2 separate regions of the Mus musculus genome follow, and region 1 is linked to region 2. The links are chromatin contacts, called in public HiChIP or PLAC-seq maps. All regions are on one chromosome and are shown on one strand. The core of a region is the stretch at or near the end of the contact, and the rest is flanking DNA. Distances in the headings are between cores, read along the strand shown. Region 1 has its middle 70 kb from the start of Gm39459. Region 2 holds the start of Rpl14 (ribosomal protein L14).

Evidence for each region. HiChIP or PLAC-seq counts read pairs in DNA pulled down with a chosen protein or histone mark.
Region 1: a contact with region 2 is called in a FOXA1 HiChIP or PLAC-seq map of pancreatic cancer cells. The contact joins the enhancer-like site here to the promoter of Rpl14 in region 2. A contact is called at or near these places in 4 of 484 Hi-C or Micro-C datasets (the G1E-ER4 cell line, Th1 cells and embryonic stem cells), 5 of 115 datasets of contacts at active chromatin or transcription factors (embryonic stem cells, memory CD8 T cells, pancreatic cancer cells and 1 more) and 2 of 9 other capture datasets (adipose tissue and liver).

The regions. Positions count from the first base shown.
Region 1 is chr9:120,762,187-120,766,696 of GRCm38.p6, reverse strand. No RefSeq gene overlaps it. Among named protein-coding and RNA genes, the nearest start is that of Gm39459, 70 kb to the left of the region's middle. Within about 2 kb of position 2,531, at least 30 of the 459 cell types and tissues checked have an H3K27ac peak or open chromatin away from gene starts, as enhancers often do. A contact at or near this core is called in pancreatic cancer cells, where this site is marked.
Region 2 is chr9:120,569,080-120,573,505 of GRCm38.p6, reverse strand. Rpl14 (ribosomal protein L14) reads right to left here and starts at 1,989. Exons shown (of 6, transcript NM_025974.2): 1 at 1,965-1,989; 2 at 1,309-1,410; 3 at 644-738. The coding sequence starts at 1,967.

The DNA of each region.
Region 1 (4,510 bases), core at 1,282-3,781, 190 kb before region 2:
AAAACCAAATAGTGGCTAACTGTTGATTCTGATGATGTTCATTCAAACCTGCACCAGGAAAATGGAAGCAGTGAAAAACCAAGGCATCACTGCAGAACTGAATTCAAGACCTGAGCTGTGAAATGAGGAGAAGACTGAGCAATGGTAGTCTTTGGGGGTTAAAGCACAGCAGAGCAAAAGGGGAAGCACTAAAAGGGGGGTTCTCAAAAGGGGAGCACGCAAAAGGAGAACCCTCAAAAGAGGAGCACTCAAAAGAGGAACACTCAAAAGGAGGAGCACACAAAAGGGAGAGAGCTCAAATAGGGGAGCACTCAAATCACAGCAGCTGCAGGTTCCTTGATCTTCCATCATCTGACGTCATCAAGGAGCTAAAAAGCTTTCATAGTGAAAAAGTTTCAACAATAGCTGACTTAGTAGCTCTATGTGGTTTTATTCTACCCTGAAAAATATGTCTTAAAATTAATATCCAGTGCTGGTGTGTCAGCTCAGTCAGCAGAGTGCTCGCTGGATAGCATTCAGTCTTGAGTTCTATACCTAGAGCAGGGCATGTGGGGGCTGGAGGTAACACAGGAGGCTCCTTGGTGCTGACTGGCCAGACAATCTAGTCTGAGCCATGAGCCTGGGTCTCAGTGAGAGAACCTGTCTCAAAGAACATGGTGGATGACTCCTAAGGAACAACACCCAAGTGTGACCGCTGACCACCACATGCATGTGTGTGCATGCACATACACACACACACACACACACACACACACATGAACACACATGCAGATATTCAAAAATATCAACATAAACAGGTTGGATATTGCCTGCAACATCACTGGGACAGAGAGAACCAGGGCATGGCACGGAACTTGCCATTTCTTCTTAATATTTCCCGAAACACATGACCAAGGGCATTAAATTGAGGGCTCGCTTACAGTTTCAGAGGCTTAGTGCATTATCAACGGGCGTGGCAGGCTTGGTGCTGGAGAAGGAATTGAGAGCCCTGCATCCTGATCCTCAGGCAACAGGCAAAGAGCCACTGGGGCTGGCATGAGCTTTTGAAACCTCAAAGTCCACCCATAGTGACACACATCCTCCAGCAAGGTCACCTCTACTTCAAGAAGGCCACACCTCCTAGTCCTTCCCTAGCAGTTCATCAGCTGGGGACTGAGCATGCAAATACTGAGCTTGTGGGAGCTGGTCTCATTGAAACCACTGCGCATGTCCACAGGGAACTCCCACAGTTTAAGAGCTCTTACAGTTCCCACCGCTGGACCACATTCCTTGAAGACTGCAGCTGGCATGGATCTCCTCCACCTCCTCTCCAAGAATGAATACATCAAGCCTCGATGTAGGAGGAGGGCAGAGGAAGGGAGAACGGATGAAATTGCTTTTACAGAATGGCTGCCATGTTCTAGAAGCTTCTGTGTGCTATCCACACATTCTGGACTTTTCCTTTCTCCACACTCAACCCAGCCCCAGGCAGAGGCAGTCCCGTCCCACTGGGCAAGGACACAGGTCCTTAGTGCTCATCACTGGACTTCACATTTTCCAAAAGCTCCAGCAAGCTCCATTCCTGACTATCCCAGGAAGGAACCACGGTACCCACTGGCCTCCAGTTCAAGGCTAAGTTCCACCTCTGGAAGTTTCTCACTGACTTGGGTGGTGAGAGGAGGGCCACCACAGCCCCACTGACCCACTTCCCAGCAGTGCTGTGAGAGGACATGACTAATTACAAAGGCTAATAAAATATTTACAGAGCTTACGGCGCACTTTGGAAGTGTGAGGGCTTACTTAATGAAAGCAACGGCGGCAGCGTTAGATCAACACGGCCCGCAGCCCAGAGCCACTCTGGAGAAGAGTAAACAGCTCGCCAGGGCAATTTCAAGCTCTATTAGATGCCTGTAGCAAATATCACCATTCTCCAAGAAGAGACACAATGTGTCATGTGGGAAATCCTTCCGGAGGCCCAGCCCAGCCATGTGAAATGTTGCCATTTTATGAAGATGCCTGTTGACCTTTCATGAGTGGGTGGGGGTGCCATGTTCCAGCTGCTTTTTTCCAAAGTCAGGAGGCAGAATGTGAGTTGCCTTCGTGTGACCTTGAGCTCAAACTCCGGGGCACTGCTTGCTTTGTGAAGAATTTGCTCTCTAGGAATCTGAAGTTGAATCCCACTTGGGCTGTTCAGGCCCAAGGGAGGGCAGTCTTGGCAACAAGTCTGTGGTCTTTTGGACCGTTTGGAGTGGGGACCGTAAAGTAATACAAACTGGACCACTTTAAGAGATTCAGACAGGGAGCAGACCCTATGTCAGCTGCTCCAGACAGGGACTGGGGTACAGTACAATGCTGTGCTGGTAGACAGGGGGGACCTCAAGATTGGTTAGGACTGGATGAGCAAAGGTGAGAGAGAGAGAACTCAATCTACCAACAAGGTACAGCCACTGCCGGAGAGCTGCGTTGAGAGTGGCAGAGGTAGTTATGTTCCCTGCCTCTTCCCAAAGTCCTGTCTGCCCTGCCCTCCATTGGGCAAACCTAAGCAAAAACTGGCAGAGCAGGAGGCCCAGGAAATGCAGTATGCACAGCTGCCACCTATGACTAAGGCAAAGCAGGGAAGAATTGAGGGATGTCCCACCCAAAGCAAAGAGTGACACTAGAGTCTTCCTGAGCACACAGCAGGCTGCACTGACAGGTCTTTAAGCAGATCTCCCATTTGCCACAATTCGTAGAAACAGGGACAGCTGGACTCTAGCTCCCAGTCAACTTGTGGCTCTCCTCTGCTGAGCCTGGTCCCAGCTGCATCCCTTCCCCCAAGAGAACAAGCCTACCCTCAAAGAATATGGTTCTCAGACTATGGAAATTCCAGTGCTGGCCACACCTTGGGGGTTATATTAACTTTTCCCGTGACTCAGAATTCTGACCTTGTAATGCCTCAAAAGTCACGGGCTACCCATCTTAAACATGGGCTATCTGGCTTAAATAGATTCTGGTACTACAGGCATGGAACTCTGGTCAGAAAAATTCACCTCCTCACCCACCCCGAATTATCAACCTCAACAATACCCAATGGGTTAAAAACATCAAAACACTCAATCAATAGGGTGACTTTAGAAAGTTCCAGGAACGATCTTATCTAGTTTTTTTTTTTTTTTAATATTTAAGATGAAGACTCTTACCAATTGAGTGAGAGGGGTGGAGTTCACGGGGTGTCATGGTTATGGGGACCTGGAGAAATTGTTTGCATACTCGGTTAGAACCAAAACCAGAGTCCAGAATCCAAGACTCCAGGCCAGTGCCATGCCCAAGTGACACGGGATGAGTTAAGAGTGCCATCTTCCCTCCATGTTCTGCACGTAACCAGACAAGGAAGGCACTGTTGCACAGAGCCCACCCAGGGGAGATGTAAGTAAGGCCACCGGTCTTCATAAGACCCCAAGAACAAGCTAAAGTGAGATCCCACCAAGCTCGCCCTGGGAACCAGAGAGTGTGTCAGCCTTCCCTACAGAGCACAGGGGCAGGATTACTCCCAGGAGAGTGGGTGACCCGACAGTAGCCGTGCTGAAAAGTTGGTCCAGCGTAGTTGATGGCTTCCCTACTACCTTGTAGATGGAGCTTCTTCAGCATATTAACTCTTGCACCTCATGAGACCACAGGCAGCTTGGACACAACTGCATGCAACTGCCTGGGAGAGGTGGCTGGAACCTCAGGTGAGGGTCCTCTGACCCTCCCCAACCCATTACTGAGGGAATGTCCAGAGTCCTCAAGACCACCAGTGATACCATTTTGGTAGTGGGCACAGCTAATCTGAAGATGGTGGTCGTTTGTCTAGGAAGATGGTCCTATATGGCAGGCATGTATATGATCAAAGTGTATGTATGAAATCGTCACAAGGAAAACACATCTGCCTAGTGTGGGTGCCGGGGATTGAACTTGGGTACTCAGCAAGTGCAGTGCGTGCCCTTAACTACTGAGCCCCTTGTTCTGTTTGCCTCTTCTTCAGCCAAGCAAGTGACTGACACCAGCAATCCATTTGCTGTGATTGACAGCACCCTGAAGCACAGGCCCCTCCCTCTTGTCCTTATTTTCCCACTTCCTCCTCTCCTGGGGACAGGATGCCAGGTGGCCTCTTTGTCTAAAAGATGACGTTGAGTATGTTGCTGTCCTTTCTCTTCTCCCGTGCTTGTAGAGGAATGGTACTTCCCTGCGGGAATATGTCATAGTGATAAATGACATTTTTCTTTCTGGGTTATTTTTAATTTCTCTGTTTATGAATAACATATGCAAAATCCAGGCTGGGCAGATGTATCCCTCTAGCTCTAAATCAATTAATATTTGAATTTCTGACATTTTAAATGAAGCAGTAGAGATGGCTTTTGGGTTTATTATTATTATTATTTTATTTGTTTCTGTTTTATTTGAATTTCATCTTATGTTCATTGATATTTTGCTTGCATGAGTGTCTAGAACTGGAATGGACGGTTGTGAGCTGCCATATGGGTGCTGGGAATTGAACCTGGGATGTCTGAAA
Region 2 (4,426 bases), core at 740-3,239:
ACACTTACCACTGCTCACACGTGTGCATAAAACCATGTCCCTTTGTAAATAACAAAAGCTGCTCCTTACACCTGCTATATTTTGCACATTAACTTGGCTAAGTTTCTTAACCACTAAAAACTTCTGCGCTTCGGTGAACCCTAGATTCACCTGTAGTCACTCCGGTACATGGTGACCATAACCACTCCACCAGCACCCCTCAGTTGGCATCTGTCTCAGAGACCACCCAGGTTAAATCCACTCTGTGGTGGCTCATTACAGCAGGTGCTTCATTGTACCAATCATTGCTGATGACAACCACACAGTGCTGCAGGACAGTCTTAATCTGCACCCCTCTAAAACACAACAAACCCCATCACTAAGGTGACTCAGACCAGAAGACTGCAAATTTGGGGCCAATTTGGATATATGAGAGCAGACATTTTCACGGAACTTATTGTGTGTGTGTGTGTGTGGGGGGGGGGGAGACACGGGACCCAAACAGGAACTTCATAATGGCAAAACGACCTGGGCAATTTTAAGTCAGTAAGTCTGTTTGTTAGATATAGGCCCCTTTCCTTGGTTGGCTCCAAACCATCTGTATTATCCGTGTATATATAGACTGTGGCACCAAACTGAAAAGCAACTTAGAACAAGGTGTTACCTGTGTGGGAACTTGAGGATGAAGTCAGTGAGCTGCATGCATTTGAAGGGCATGGCCTGCCTCCTCACCCGAGTACAGGGTCCATCCACTAAAGCCTAGGATACAAAATCAAGGACCTCAGACAGGCATCTAAAGTTCAAGATGGCTGTAACCTCTACGTAATTTCTAGCCCTTTCTGGACGAAATGTACATTACCATTCAAATGAAGAAAATGCACGTTTGTGAACCCAGTATCCTAAAAGCCTCCACTGTGGTATTTTCAGACAAGGTCAAGCAGCCCAGGCTAGTGGCAAACTCCTGCTTCTCCTACCTTATCCTCCCAGAGCCTGAGGTAGCAGGAGCCACATCTATCTTTAGAATCCAGGGACTCTAGCAAGCACTCTACCAACAGAGCCGCACCTCCAGCTCACTGAAGTCTTCTCAGTTACCTCATTTAAACTCACCTGCATTTGCCTGCCTCGTTTACCCGGTGAATTAGTGCTGTAAGATGAGCTAACTCTACCCAGTGCTTCAAACTCCGTGGCCAGTGTTTCCTCAATGGTAAACCTGTAATCTAAAGAACTCCACCCAAGGACCACTCTAGCTACCCTGAGTAACATCTACGGTGCTGTCGATCTTACGGCCACGTTAAATAAAGATTGTAAAATACTCCGTCCCACACGTACCCTGTTCTGATCAATGACATCTACAATTGCGACCAGCTTTCCAGCATGGGGCCCGAAGGAAATGTAGGCCACCCGGCCAACCTCCACGTAACGCCTGAACACCTAAAACAGGAAAAGAAACAAGGGTTGGCTTTAAATATTCCAAGTCCGCTGCTTACCGGCAACACAGGGCTCGGGGCCGCCCTGGGAGACGAGTTTGAACTTAGTAGCCAGCATTTTTTAACTTCAAGTATCCCGTGGCCACTTTCCCAGCACACGAGCTCCCTGGATCCGCTCTTACCCATGTTTGATACTCCTTTAGTTCTCATACAATTAATTCATCGTTCAATCCACTGAACCACTCCCCGGTTCGCTTTTTCCGGAGAAAAAGAACTGAAGGGAGCTCATGAGGAGCCAGGCCGCCGGGCAGGTCCGAGGCCGCAGCAGCGCCGCCATCCCCGGACCTCAGGCCCAGCCACTCCCGCCACTGCGCACGCGTGGCCCCGGTAGTGCGGTCCACGCGAGCCGCGCTCCCTGCGGGCTGGGTTCCACGCCCCGCTGCCTCCCCACGCGCTGGCCGGGTCGCGCAGAGCCACTCCACGCCGGGGCTCCCCCGCCCGGGGCAGAAGACGGGCGTCGCGACGGCCGCACTCGGAGCTCTCGGCACACACACTCACCATGTTGGCGGCGCTCAGCGAGAAGAGAGAGGGCCCGCCCTGCCGTGCGCATGTGTCGGCAGAAGCCCCGCCCCCGACGTCCAGCGTGCCCACCGATTGGTCGACGGGGAAACGTGCGTGCTTTTACGCATGCTCACTGGGTTATGACATGGCGGTTCCGGCTCTCTATGGACTGCTTCTCCTCAGACACGTGCAGTGAGCTTGGCGTTGTAATTTCTCCTTTCTATTTTGTTTGGGTTTGGGATTTTGGGGACAAGGCCTTTTAGTGTAGGCCTTCCACACTGTATAATCCAAGCAGGCTCGCTCGCAGCAATGCTCCTGCCTCAGTCTCCCAAATGTTGGCATGACAGGGCGGTCACTCCTGAGAACTTTAGGGATAGGAAGGACTCATAGGATGAACTGTCTGTCCCCAGCCCACTTCCCTTTTCTTCTGTATACACAGGATATAATTAAGACACAGCCGAGGGTGCTGGCGCTCGCCCTTAATCCCAGCCCTCGGGAGGCAGAGGCGGAAGCAAATCTGGATTTAAGGCCGCTTCCCCTACCAAGGAGACATACTGAGACATTGTCTTAAAAGTCCAAAGACACAGGGCTGGAGAGATGACTCAGCTGTTAAGAGCACTGACTGCGCTTCCAGAGGTCCTGAGTTCAAATCCCAACAATCATATGGTGGCTCACAACCATCTGTAGTGAGATCTGACGCCCTCTTCTGGGGTGTCTGAAGACAGCTACAGTGTACTTACATATAATAAATAGGCCGGGGGGTGGGGGGAGGCGGGCGGGGGAAAGGGAATATATTTCACAGATATGCCTCTTATGGAGGCATTCCTCCAAGTGGGGCTCCCTCCTCCCAGAGGACCCTAGCTGTGTCAAGTAAACAAGAGCAAAGGAGCACACTGGGTGCCTTCCTCAGTCACTCTTCTTCCGGTCTTTATGAGACAGCCTCTCACTGAACCCAGAGTTTGCCAGTTCAGATAGGCATGCTGGTCACTGAGCCCCAGGGGCACACTTGTCTCTACCTCCCCAGGATGACCACTGCAGGCCATCGATCCTAACTCTTCCTAACTCTTCATGTGTGTGATGGGGATCCAAATTCAGGCCTTTACAACATTAAGCACTTTACATACTCTTTTATGTGTGTGGAGGAATAGTCCCCTTGGAGGCCATTAAAGCTAGAGCTATGAATGAGCTGGAAACAGAACTCAAGAAAGCATTCAACTGCTAGTCATCTCTGTGGCTCTGAACGAACCCCATTTCAGACATTTTATTTTATTTTATTTTATTTTATTTTATTTTATTTTATGTGTATGGGTGTTTGTGAGCACCAAGCGCAAACAAACTTAGTACCTGCAGAGGCCAGGAGAGGGCATCACATCCTCTGGAACAGGAGTTAACAGAAGATTATGAGCTGCCAGCCTCTCTCAATAAATTCCTCATCCTAACGAGTCTGCTTTTGCTGAAGAGTGAAGCGGTACTGAGTGAGGAATCCCAAGGAAAAGCTCTCAGTCAGGACAGATGCCGAGAGCTCAGTGAAAAGATGTTCCAGACAAGAGGGACGGAGAATCCTTGCCACCTGCAACTCATGCACTCGGCCGGCGGGTCCTGGAGAGCTCGGTCCTGGAAAGCTTCACTGCCGGGAGCTTGGGGGATGAGACAGGAACCAACCAGCAGTGGACTCGGGAGTGTGGCAGAGCAGGGAAGAGTTTTCCTGGGGCACGTGGGAACCAGGATTCAAACCCCAAACTACCAAAATGAATACACTTAAAGTCAATCACAGTGGTTCAGGGAAAGAAAAAAGTTCACCTGTTGTTCTTAAACATGCAGCTCTTATATTTCCTTGATTTTTTTTATTATTAGGTCATTTTTTTTTTTTTTTTTGGAAAGGAAGCCTTAGATGAAACCTCAAATTCACAAGTAAAAATATTGCATATAAGCCATGTGCAGTGGTGCATGGCTATAATCCCAGCACGCAGCAGGCTTGGGTAGAAAGTGCCAAGAGCTTGAGATTAGCCTGGCATACATAGTAAGCACCAGCCGGGCCACATGGCAAAACTTTCTCAAATGAAAACAAAGTATGGAGCCGGGCGTGGTGGCACACGCCTTTAATCCCAGCACTCAGGAGGCAGAGGCAGGCAGATCTCTGAGTTCGAGGCCAGCCTGGTCTACAGAGTGTGTTCCAAGACAGCCCGGGCTACACAGAGAAACCCTGTCTCATAAAACAAAAAAAAAAAGAAAAGAAAACAAGTAGGGGAAGTGGCCTACTTGGTAAGGAGCTTGCCATGAGAACCTAGTTCAACTCCTGGAGCCCACATTAGGAAAAAGAAAGAAAGACAGCTAGGTGTGGTAGAATTATCTTGTAATCCCAGAGCTGGGGGTGGGGAGTGAGACAGGCCTGATTGGGCAGCACTGCAGTGAGCTGACTCAGCTCCTCCCTGGGCCCCTCTCTGGCGTTGAGATATTGG